Regions from separate parts of the Mus musculus genome. Here region 1 is linked to region 2. A link is a contact called in public promoter capture Hi-C data. All regions are on one chromosome and are shown on one strand. The core of a region is the stretch at or near the end of the contact, and the rest is flanking DNA. Distances in the headings are between cores, read along the strand shown.

The links. Capture Hi-C pulls out chosen DNA fragments and counts their contacts.
Region 1: a contact with region 2 is called in a promoter capture Hi-C map of adipose tissue. The contact joins the promoter of Itgax here to the promoter of Pycard in region 2. A contact is called at or near these places in 15 of 39 promoter capture datasets (the 3T3-L1 cell line, 3T3-L1-derived adipocytes, the C10 cell line and 8 more), 1 of 484 Hi-C or Micro-C datasets (bone marrow-derived macrophages), 7 of 115 datasets of contacts at active chromatin or transcription factors (CD8 T cells, bone marrow-derived macrophages, double positive thymocytes and 3 more) and 5 of 9 other capture datasets (adipose tissue, embryonic stem cells, liver and 2 more).

The regions. Positions count from the first base shown.
Region 1 is chr7:128,128,219-128,130,985 of GRCm38.p6, forward strand. Itgax (integrin alpha X) reads left to right here and starts at 1,332. Exons shown (of 30, transcript NM_021334.3): 1 at 1,332-1,438; 2 at 2,061-2,166; 3 at 2,599-2,702. The coding sequence starts at 1,402.
Region 2 is chr7:127,992,464-127,995,163 of GRCm38.p6, forward strand. It overlaps Pycard (PYD and CARD domain containing), which reads right to left and starts at 1,404. Exons shown (of 3, transcript NM_023258.4): 1 at 920-1,404; 2 at 652-708; 3 at 1-502. The coding sequence starts at 1,190. The coding sequence ends at 249.

The DNA.
Region 1 (2,767 bases), core at 82-2,581, 140 kb after region 2:
GGCAGTCTTATCTCCCACGCTGTCCTGTTAACTCTTTATGGTGTGCCAGAGAAACAAGGCCTCCAGCAAGAAGTCACTCCACAAAATGAGGAAAAATAAGGAGAAAACCTCTAATAAAAATAGTTTGTGTCCAGTTTGGCTAGTGCCCAAAGAGAATCCAGTCCAGCATGGAAATTATTTGAGGCGTATGTGGGTCTTGAGCTACAAAACTTCACCTATGATATCACCTGAGTATCTCTCTAAAGTCCCAGCCCCAAGTTGCACTCTGAACATTAAAACATGTTTACAGAAATGTATGCTTAGCCATTTTAGACCAAACGAGATGCCATCAGTGTTACCTCTAAAGCAGGTCAACATAGGAAGATTTGTACTGTAAAGGTACTGTCACAAATGCCAGCTACTTAGCACCCCAGTTCTTTGCTGGCTGCTGCTATCCAAGGATGTTCTGGCGGCCTGGAACAATCAAACTTTTCCTGGGAGAGGAATGAGAACCAGAACTTTCGATCCAATGCTTACCCCACCCCCTCTTTGGAGTGCCTGACAGAGGCAGGTTCTTGATAGGAGAAAGGGCCTAATGGCCAGCTGTGGGCCAGGGTTATCTTCCAGAATAAGGTTTAAGGGATGATAATCCTAATGAACATATCCATTGCTTCTGAAATTCAGTTTTTAGTATTCTCTTGACCTTGGCTGCCTTTAAGACTCAGCTCAAGTGCTACTTCCCCCAGAAAGCAGTCTGAGGTCCTCTCGGTCTGAGTAATACTTCTAGTGGTTGGTCTCTGTACCTCTTTTCTCACAGGGCCCACTTTAGTGTTCACCCATCTGCTTTTACTCTGATCTCTGGGTTATGTTTCTCCTATACCTAGCAAAAGGCTCAGACCACCCCTCTTGATTATGTTGAGCAAATGACTAATCCACTGAATGAATGAATGAGTGAATGAATGAATGAATGAATGAATGCCAGCCTGTGCTCCCTACATGGATCATGTGCTTACTTCTTAGTCTACTTCCAGGCCAGAAGTGGAGGGCTCCGTCATCTGTTCTCTCTCCTCCTGTGGCTGACTCACACTTCAAGGTCAAGGGAAACTTCTGCCAGTACAAAAGTCTGAGAGGGATCAGATAATCCGGGAGTTTACATATATCCATCCGGGCAAGAATTGGGGAACCAGAACAATATGTCACCAAGTCGTTTCAAGTAGAGCAACTCTTCCCTGGAAGTGTGTAGGCTGCCTCGGTCCCCACTCTATCCATTTCATCTCAGTTTGCCCCCACCTCCTCTGAGTCACGCTGACAACTTCCCTCCTGGTCTCTGGCCTCCTGACCACCTTTCTTCTCATTTGCTTCTTCTGTGGTGACTTGGCAGCTGTCTCCAAGTTGCTCAGAGCCTGCTTCTGTTCTCCAGTCATGAGCTGTACCTGGATAGCCTTTCTTCTGCTGTTGGGTGAGCCTGGGCCTCAGAGAAGAGGGGCTGGGGACTTGTTCCTAGTAAGTCAGGCCCGTGAGATGGAGGCTGTGGTTGAGAGATCAGGACCTTGGTAGGGAGAGTGACTTGGCGTTGGGGTGGGGGGACGACGACGACGACGGCTGAGACATAAGGGCTTTGGATCTGGAGTTTGGAGAATGAGAGAATATCAAAGAGGCCATTTGCGGGGAGAACCCAAGAGATCCTGAGAGTGAGGCAGGTTGGCCTTGACAACCCACAGATTTCTGAAGTAGGCAGAGCACATACACTTCATGGTGATCCTAGAATTCCCCTATGGTTTCCGTGTTCCCTGGGTTCTCCTTCATCAAAGCCCCATGGATAGAGATGGGGAAAATGTGTGTCTTCAAACTCTGATGCTCACTCTGTGGAGACAGAACTGAAATTTAACAGTGGAAAGTAATTCATGAACTAGGGGAAGGAGAGACGAGAGATGAGTCTGGAGTCCAGGACCAGGGCCTCTGTGGGTATTGAGTGTGGAAGGGAGACAAGGGAGTCAGGAGCTTGGGAGATGCAGCTGAGGCGGGCAGGAAGGTGGCCAAGAGGGAGGGGACCTGCTCTAAAGCCTCTCACGCTTCCTCAGGGTTTGTTTCTTGTCTTGGCTTCAACTTGGATGCAGAGAAGCTGACACATTTTCACATGGACGGTGCTGAGTTCGGACACAGTGTGCTCCAGTATGATAGTTCCTGGTGAGGACTTGGTGGTAGCTGTACAGAGTCCCATCCCTCCCCAGCCCCACACTCCAGTGGTATCACCTGCATACTTTCTCTTTATGGAATGTGACAATTTTATTTGTGTTATGAATGCTTTCCTGAAAACAGGCCTTTAGGATAACTTCAGATAGCACTTACCAAGTGCCTACTAAATGCTGGGCTCTTCTCCAACCTGCAAACCACAGGGTGTTCCTTCAGACGTCATTGTACACTTACAAGGAATTGTCTGTCCGTCTAACACATGTTTATGAAATACCTAGATGCCAGAAATGGAGGGCTTCGATTAGGAGAGAATAAAGCACAAAACAAAATACTACCTACCTGGAATTTAAATTGAACCTCCATTCTCCAGCGGTTGTCAGCTCTCTGTCGTGGCTCCTAACTGCAGTGCTCTCTGTCTCCCCACAGGGTGGTGGTTGGAGCACCAAAGGAAATAAAAGCCACTAACCAAATAGGTGGCCTCTACAAATGTGGCTATCACACAGGCAACTGTGAGCCCATCTCCCTCCAGGGTGAGTTACGGCCCCGCCTCAGGCCTGATGCTGAGTTCCTAGGCTATGCGGCCTGTGGAGAGCCC
Region 2 (2,700 bases), core at 154-2,653:
GCCAGGAATCATTTGAGAAGCCTTTGCACTAGAATGGAGAAGCCATAACTTGGGTCTGTGGAATTTAGGTGTTGGAGACTGATTTGTGCATGTTTGGTATATGTTCTACCACTGGGCCACATATGGCCTTTGGAAATGTAGCTTAGCTCAGCAAAAACATCCCAGAGAGTAAACACAAATACAAATTGTTTTTTCAAAAATTGTGTATACAAAGTCAGGAGCTAGATAATGTAGCTGGAAAAGATACCTCAGCTCTGCTCCAGGTCCATCACCAAGTAGGGATGTATTTCCTTCAAGGCCTGGAGGAGGGAGTCCTTGCAGGTCAGGTTCCAGGATGGAACAAAGCTGAAGAGCTTCCTCATCTTGTCTTGGCTGGTGGTCTCTGCACGAACTGCCTGGTACTGTCCTTCAGTCAGCACACTGCCATGCAAAGCATCCAGCACTCCGTCCACTTCTGTGACCCTGGCAATGAGTGCTTGCCTGTGCTGGTCCACAAAGTGTCCTGAGGGTGGAAGTGAAAGCAGTGTTTAAAACTGCTTCAAAATTTACTAACGCAGTTTTAGGGGTTGGAGAATCAAGGAAAGCCACCCACCATGACTACATAGGCAAAGATAGGCTGTGCAAGGGTGTGGTAGGGTGGGGAGGCCTCACCTGTTCTGGCTGTACTCTGAGCAGGGACACTGGCTGCAGCTGCCACAGCTCCAGACTCTGCAAAGAAATGCCAGGTGGATCTTTATCAACAGACTTTCAGGGGTTCACTCCCACTCCACCCACGGTGCTAAGTTCAAGGCTACAAAGGGAAGATTTTTTTTTTTTTTTTTTTTTTGGCTATGGCAGGAGGAACAGTTAAGCGCCAAAGAGGCAAGCCTCTGCTGGTGTGCAGGAAGTTGAGGGTAGACGAACAAGGGGACACACTCACCTTCTTTAGTCGTTTGCAGCTGCTCAGCCAGCTCCTGTAAGCCCATGTCTCTAAGCACAGTCATTGTGAGCTCCAAGCCATACGACTCCAGATAGTAGCTGACAAGTTTGTCAGTGAGATCTATGGCGTCCATCTGCAGCAGGGCCCCGCGTGGGATGCGCCCATAGCCTTCTCGCAGTTGCACTGTCAGCAGCTTCATCTTGAACTTTTTGAGTTCATCCCCTGACAAGTTTTCAAGAGCGTCCAGGATGGCATCTCGTGCCCGCCCCATGGCTCTGGGGTGGGCAGCCGCGGTCACCTTTTACTCTTGCTGCTGCTCGCCTGCTGCAGCCTGCCTGCTGCCAGCCCGCCAAGACCAGGAAGTCAGCTGCTTAGGCCGATGGGCATGCTGGGACTCCCCCACCCTCTTTTCTTACAGCTCCTGTTCTTTCCCCAGCAAACTAGTTTTGGTTTCCGCCCCTAAGACTTTCAGACTTGGCTTTTTGGCTAGGCTGAAGAAACTAGGTGGAGGTGGGTTGGTGGAGGAAGTGGGGTGGGGACAGAGGGTGGAGCTAAGTTGTTACTCTGGCAGGTCCGGAGATGCTGAGAGACTCAATAGAGCTTACTTGCAAACCAGCTGTTGCTGAAAAGCAACCTGTTTCTGTTGAGTTTCTTGGAGCATAGAGGTTTAGAATCTTGGAAATCTAGACGCCCCAAATTTTGTTTCCCCAGATCTTAGGATCCACTCACATGCCATTGAATATTAGAATTTTAACAGCTAGAACACTAAGCCCCTTGAATTCCACAGATTTGGACAAAATGAAGTGCGAAAGAGAGTGACTATGTCTTCACCTTAGTTTCTTTCAGCTAAAAGTTTTTGTCACTCCCATCTCTCAGCCTCACATCTGCTAGAAGGTGGGGGACCTGGGCTCATGATGGGTTGGGTTGGAAGGGCTAAGGCTTCTTGAAACCTTACCAAATGCCCCAGCTATTAAATATTTTGTAGTGTGATGACAACTGGAGTGTAGAGACCTGAGTAGACAGCTAGCTACCCCCTTACTCCTGGGCTGGTTAGGATGACCTTGGAGCCTGCTCTGTACCCAGAATTCCTAACTGGCTTTAAACATGGCTGGGGGTCTACTGGTCCATCCCAGTTTTGATCTAGTCAGTCTTGTTTTATACCACACTGCCAGTTTACCCTTATCTTCAAGCTCAGTTCCTCTGGAGTTGCTTTTTCAATTCTTTGCACATGCTGTTCCCTAAACCTTGAAATTGCTTCTCTCTCAGACAAATGCTTGGCTCCTCAACCCTCAGGTTAAATGTTACTTCCTCCGAGAGTCCAGTCTTAAGAGTCCTCCATCTACCCATCTAGATCATATTGCTGCTAGTGAACAAAGCTACTTTTTTGTAGCTCTTGTGCTTTTGTGGGGGAGGGGAGGCTAGGGAGGTTGTTATAATGCCCAGCATGTGCCAAGGGCCCGCTACCTAGTCACCACTTAATGCTTTGCCTATTTATTTACTTTAGATAACCTTGTTGTGTAAGCTAGGCTAGTCTTGAACTCCTGATCCTTTTTGCTCAGCCCCCTGACTGGTTGGAATTGGAATAGCAGGTGTATTCTACCACATCTGGCTTAAGGAGCCTCCCTCCTCTATACAGGATGCCATTCTGTAGCCCTGGCTGTCCTGGAACTCGAGATCCACGTGTCTGCATCGCAAGTGCTTGGATCAAGGTGTGTGCCACTAGGACCAGCAGAGTTTTAACTCTTGACACTTTACAACTATGGATTAAGTTTGCAGGGTGA